2 separate regions of the Pan troglodytes genome follow, and region 1 is linked to region 2. A link is a contact called in public Hi-C data. All regions are on one chromosome and are shown on one strand. The core of a region is the stretch at or near the end of the contact, and the rest is flanking DNA. Distances in the headings are between cores, read along the strand shown. Region 1 holds the start of MID1 (midline 1). Region 2 overlaps MID1 (midline 1).

Region 1 (3,027 bases), core at 54-2,553, 490 kb after region 2:
TAATTTTGAGGAATTGTGACAGACAGAGTCATAGGGAATGATGGAAAAGACAGAGAACTGTGGGAGGAATGGAACTGTGGGAAACAGAATTTTGAGAGATACAAGAATTTGTAGGAAAGAATAAAGGCTTGCTGGGAAACCCAGCAAATTTTGGGAAAAACAACAGAATTATGGGCAAGACAGGGAATTGTGGGACAGAAAAGTGAATTGTGGGAGACACAAGGAATCATGGGAGAAACAAGAGAATTGTGAGCAAGACAAGGAATTGTGGGACAGAAAAATGAATTGTGGGAAGGAATAGAATTTTGGGAGTGACATGGGATTGTGGGAGAAATAAGGAATTGTGGGAGAGACAGAAGATTGTGGAAAGAACTGAGAATTGTGGGAGACAGAACTGTGGGTAACAAAACAGAATTGCGGGAGTGAAAAGGAATTGTGGGAGGGACAAAAGAATTGTGGGTAAAGAGAGAAGTTGAGCTGTGATAGTTGAAATGGAATCCTTGGGCTATCCTGTAGGCAGTTCTGATGCTGGGATGGCCCTTCTGAGTTGTCCCCTTTGGGGCTAGGGGCCTGGACTTATGTGCCCTTGCAGAGACCCTCATAGGATGCAGATCGTCCCCAAGGAGGGAAAGTGATTTTGTGTGAGGCAATTCTCTTAGGCAGAGGACAATTCCTGGAGACTCAGCTGAAAGCTGTGAGCCCCCAACACTTTCTGCACCAGGGGACATCTGGACGTATTTCACAGAGCCACTATAGTTATATAGAAAGATATATGTTTCTTTATTAACACTTTAAGTAACAAGATCAAATTACCTTAATTTCAAAGTAGTGGATGGATGATATTTTGAGACAGGCACAACAACCATAAGTGACATAATTTATCTGTAATGTGTATTAGTGCCACATACAGCTAAGAGTACTAGGATTTATTGCCTACATCCCTGATGGAAGAAAATGCTAAATTTCTGTTGGAGGTAAATGAAAATACAGACATTCAAAATCACATACCCAGTTAAGAAGAATTTAGCAGCCAGAACACTGTCTTGTTCACTTTTGGATCTCCACCACCAAAGTTATGGGCACCTACTAACGTTTCTTGAATCATTGCTACAATTAAAACCGATGAGATAAGATTTAAAAAAAAAACAGAAATTTAAAAACTCCTCCAAAGCACTCCTTCTGCCGCATAAAGCATACATAGTAGAGCTCTTCACTCTAGGGAAGCCTCTGGAGCAAACAACCTTCCCTGCCACCGCCGGCATTTTGAAAAAGGCTCCTGGCCTGGAGGGGCGGGCCCAGAAAGCGGCCCCCGCAGCAGTTACAGGCCGAGGCGAGGAGGGGACGGAACCCGCTCTCCGTGATTGACGGAAAATATTACTCTTCAGCCCGCCTCCCGCGTGCCCGGAAGTCCCGCCTTCTAAAAAGGAAGTAGGGGTGCGTGAGAACGCCGGCGGTGACCGCAGCCACAGCGGTGACTGAGTGAGAGGAAGGCGGCGGCGGCGGCGGCGGCGGCGTGAAGTCACTGCTGCTCTGGGTTCGGGTTGGCGACTGAAGGCGGTACCGGCTTCCCGGAACAGCCCGGGGGAGGGCTTAGGTGCAAAAGGGCAGGCTGACCGCGGCCGGTTTGGTCTGGGGACCACGGGCTGGAGCAGGTGGGCAAGCGCCGGGACGGTGTGGGGAAGACACTTGGCAGCTTCTCGACCTCTGGTGTCCCTTCGTTTCTTCGAATTCCTATTCATGCGCCGCACCCTTCCCGGACCCCCAGACCCTCGCTAAGGCTCTGGGGATGGGGGTCAAGTCTAGGCTCAATGGACCTCCCCTCCTCCACCCGGGTCACCACTCCTAGGAAATCCTCGCCCCACCCCCGCCTCAGGCCTGTACCTCCTGGCTGTGACGTGGTTTCTCAGCGACTGCCTCACCTCAGTCCCAAAATCCTCACTGCCTTAGATACATACGTGCCCCCAGAGGTTGGCCTGGGTTTCACAGTATTTCCCTAAGGGGGCAATATATTAAAGCTGTCCGTCGAAGTTAGTACCCTGCCTGGTAGATGCCCATGGGATGACAAAGAGGAGGAACAAGGGTTGACCAGATTAAGACTAACGAGAGAATAGTCTGAGTCCAGAGACATTAATCTGTCTCTTTGTTTTGGCAGGTGGAAATTTAAAATTGTTTACAGTCAACACTGTTTCCAGCCATGGGTTTGTCTCCATCTGCTCCTGCTGTTGCAGTTCAGGCCTCAAATGCTTCAGCGTCCCCACCTTCAGGATGCCCGATGCATGAAGGGAAAATGAAAGGTAATCGGCCCTTTGCCTAGAAAATAAAAACAAAAGATAATTCACGGCTGGGTGCGGTGGTTCACGCCTGTGACAGCACTTTGGGAGGCCGAGGTGGGTGGATTGCTTGAGCTCAGGACTTCGAGACCAGCCTGGGCAACATGGCAAAAACCTCCCTCTACAAAAAAATACAAACATTAGCCAGACGTGCTGGTGGGTGCCCGTAGTACCAGCTACTTTGGAGGCTGAGGTGGGTAGGATCGCCTGGGAGGCCAAGGTTGCAGTGAGCCAAGATTGTGCCACTGCACTCCGGCCTGGGTGACAGAGTGAGACTGTGTCTTAAAAAAAGTCTTGAAAGGCTCTAAAGGAAGAGGCAGTGTAGTAGTATGCTGCTGAGGCTGGTAGGCATGGGAGTCAGGCACCCTGGGTCTGGTCGTTATTTTGCGTCTTATTGAGGTTTGTGACTCTAAACAAGTTAACTCTGTTAGCCTCAGTCTGTCATCTGTAAGATAAAGATATAATAATGTTTCACAGGCCTGTCATGATGATTGAGGTAGTACATGAGAACGTAGTGAGTACTCTAAACCAGCCCCAACTTCCCAAAGTTTACTTGTGCCTACATCAGTGGTTCTTAACTGGAGGGGGGCAATCCCCCCTTCCCACAGGGGACATTTGCCAATATCTGGAGGCATTTTTGGTTGTCACAACTGAGAGGAAAGTGAATAGAGGGCAGGAGTGCTCCTAAACATCCTAC
Region 2 (3,172 bases), core at 141-2,640:
CCCTACCCATACAAATATAGATATTAATGAGCAGCCATTTTGACCATGGAAAAACCTACATTATGCTACTGGTACAATAAATTGTACACCAGATCAAAAGTTCTTTGAGGGCAGGGGCCTTACCAAAGTCATATTTGGAACCCAGAAAGTGCCCTGGCACATTAATAATCACGTATAATGTGGCAGAATATATTAATTCTGTGAGTGCTCAGTAAATGTCATTGAATGATATAAGAAAGGAAGGACAGCCTTTATATTATATTCATCATAAACACTGGACTGAATATAAGACCTTCAACATCCACTTGTACTACAAATGATCAGCACCTCTTCCATGTTTACTCAGAACCTCTCTTTCATAGCGCAAAGCAGGTAAGTTATTTTTTTTGGTCTGGTTTGTTTTTTCAGGAAAGTCCCCTCTTGGCATTTTGTTCTGCGCCTCAATTTTCTGTGCTCCTACTATCACCTGACCTCCTGGAGGCCATTAACCATCCTGATCTTGTGTCAATGGAATATTTTCCTCCAGAGGGGGAAAAATATTTCGGATCCAGATGGCTCCCTAATATTGTGTCCTTTTTAGTTTAAAGAAATTTTTATAACATGCCAGCTCATAAAACTGGGCAAACAAGTTTCTAAAACAAAACCGCTGAGCTCACTTTTGTGTGAAATCAAAGGAGTTGATAATGAGCCAGAATCTTCCCGATAAACTGCCTTACATGTAAACGGAGATTAGATTGCTGTTTGACCTGGCTTTATCGCCCTTTCTTTAATCACAGCGTATTTGATATTCTCTTCCTTGAATGAACTCATTTTCATAGTAGCTTTGGTCACAAGATTAAAGAATCGCTAACTAATTGTTCCAAATAAGCAGAGCAATTCTCTCTGACTCTGCCTCGGGCTCCCTGCAGTGAAGTCCGCTGCCTGATCTTCCGACCACGGGAACTTCAAGCCTGACCCCTGCAGGTAGATAACTGAAATGCACACCTCTAATCAGATCCTGGTCTTTCAAAGTCCCATCAAGTTCTGAAAATAAAAACGTTCATACTTAGTACAATAGGGATATTGATGATATTTATATGATATATTGTACTTCCTTTTCATTGTATAAATTGCTTTTGGAAAGTAGCAACCACTTGTTTAAAAAGAATTAAATTACGTCTGCAAGATACTCTGGTGCGCTTAGCCATTACTTCTTTTTGCCTATTGAGAAAAATCCAAATGATTTGATTGAACTGGGATCCTCAAGTCATGTGGGTTAAAAATGTCCTGATTTGCCCCTACCTTTTTCTAATCAAACAAATTACTCTTTGTCCAGTAACTAAATCCCCCCCTTTCACCAACGCACAGCCCAGGTTGCCATAGCTACCTTGGATGTCTATTTACCACACAAACGATCAAAGCCAGGAGACATCCACATATGCACTTAGCCTTAAAACTTGCTGGAATGTCTGTGGATAACATGCAACTACCAATTAACGGATTTGCTTGTAGCCTATGCGGTCTACAGCCAAGCGAACTAAAAACATGACTCAAAAAAATTATTTCAAAATGACCAACAAGGATCTTTAAACTGACAGCAAGTCTTATAACATTTGCTGAAAGAGAGATAGCAGAGAAGAAATTAAAATTTTAACATATGTTGAAGACACTGAGCTCTATAAACCATGCGCAAAAACTTAAAACATCTGTTGAAAGGGAACATTTCTCAGATGCATATTTAAAATTCCAGTTAGTTACTGTATCTTTCTATTAGATTTCATAAAAGCTGCCTGATCTCAATGTTGGGAGAAATGAGAACAGAACTGCCTTTTGAACTGTTAAGAGTCTGGACTTTCAAATGAAGGAAACCATACAACATACTTGGGACACAATATACTTGCCAGTTACAGAATGATAAGAAAAAGAATGCCGTAAGAGAGATTCTGTTTTAATCCCTAGAATGCCATTTGACATCCTAAACCTGCACAGGTAGTCTTTCTGGGTGGGTGAGTATTCATCCCCAGACTTGCCCCTAACTTGCTGTGTCTCTTTATATTTAACCTTTCTCTGCCTTCGTCTCACCATTTGTTCAATGAGGATCAAATTGCCACCTCGTTCTCTCCTGGGGATGTGGCAGAGAATAAATAGATCGTGTTTGTAAAGGACTTTCTAATCCTCAGAGGAAAGATTAATACGAAGACTTTCATTATTAAGCCAGATGTCCTTGGGCATTTTAATTCCAATCTAAAGAATGCAGAACGGGCTAACCAAACAGATTCACGGCTTCCTTGAAAAAGCAGCATCCTGGCCTTGCAAGAATTTAGCAGCTACGAGACTTACTTTGTTTTAGTAGATCAGAAATACATCATGCACCTTCTTCCCTTAGAGTTTTTTTTCTAAAGTTATCAGGAGTTAAAAACACAAAATATGTCTAGTAGGCAATTTTGCCTAGAGAATCTGATTTTTCCCCCAGCTCAAGAATGAACTATTTGTTCTTCTTGTGTGTAGGGACAATGGGTGGCTTGCCATGTGGGGAGGATATATGCAGTTGCGGGAATGCCACAGGCAAACCTGTTGTTTTTGGCCAGGCTTCTAGAACAGGTGGCCATGCTTTTCCTTTTGCCTGGGAACAGAGCAAATTCCTTCTCAAGGAAGGTTCATAAAAGTTTCCCGTTTATGATCAGAGGGCAGAGACAAGTTGGCACATATTTTAAAATTACTTCCTGATCAAGGTGAATCAGATTTACACTTTTCTTTGGCCTAACTCAGCCGTGGCCTTAGGAACCCTCAAAGAATACTATCCTTCTAGACCTGAAGTGGTGGCTTCAGGAGTGTTCCTTTTCTGCCAACCTGGCAGAAGCCCAAACCCCTCTGAATCTTATAGCTAGGCAAACAGCCTTCTAATTCTGCGGGCAATTTCTGGCTACCCAGAATTTCTGGCTATCAGTGGCAGGCAGGGGTCTCTTCTGGGCTGCCACACCAGTGTACAACATTTGTGCAGCCCTAGGGACAGATCACTCATCAGCAAAGAGATCCAATTTCATTGCTGAGCTGATGACACACAGGTCTGTTTGATAGTTAACCCTGTAAATCCAGCTGGAGCTGCCGGGCTGAGATGACAAATTGGCTGGTGAATTCGATTCACCCTGCCTGGATGCAACAGTCAGGTTTCCCCAAGAGAAACTCAAATAAA

The links. Hi-C and Micro-C count contacts between places; a contact is called where the count stands out from the background.
Region 1: a Hi-C map of stem cell-derived neural progenitor cells shows a contact between it and region 2, with 4 times the contacts expected there. The contact joins the promoter of MID1 here to the enhancer-like site in region 2. A contact is called at or near these places in 1 of 7 Hi-C or Micro-C datasets (stem cell-derived neural progenitor cells), 1 of 1 datasets of contacts at active chromatin or transcription factors (stem cell-derived excitatory neurons) and 1 of 1 other capture datasets (stem cell-derived neural stem cells).

The regions. Positions count from the first base shown.
Region 1 is chrX:11,699,069-11,702,095 of NHGRI_mPanTro3-v2.0_pri, forward strand. MID1 (midline 1) reads right to left here and starts at 1,304. Exons shown (of 12, transcript XM_063804568.1): 1 at 1,009-1,304. It overlaps HCCS (holocytochrome c synthase), which reads left to right and starts at 1,408. Exons shown (of 7, transcript XM_016942741.3): 1 at 1,408-1,652; 2 at 2,153-2,294. The coding sequence starts at 2,195.
Region 2 is chrX:11,206,246-11,209,417 of NHGRI_mPanTro3-v2.0_pri, forward strand. The region is part of intron 3 of MID1 (midline 1); the gene reads right to left. Among named protein-coding and RNA genes, the nearest start is that of CLCN4, 460 kb to the left of the region's middle. Within about 2 kb of position 1,391, at least 2 of the 24 cell types and tissues checked have an H3K27ac peak or open chromatin away from gene starts, as enhancers often do. A contact at or near this core is called in stem cell-derived neural progenitor cells, where this site is marked.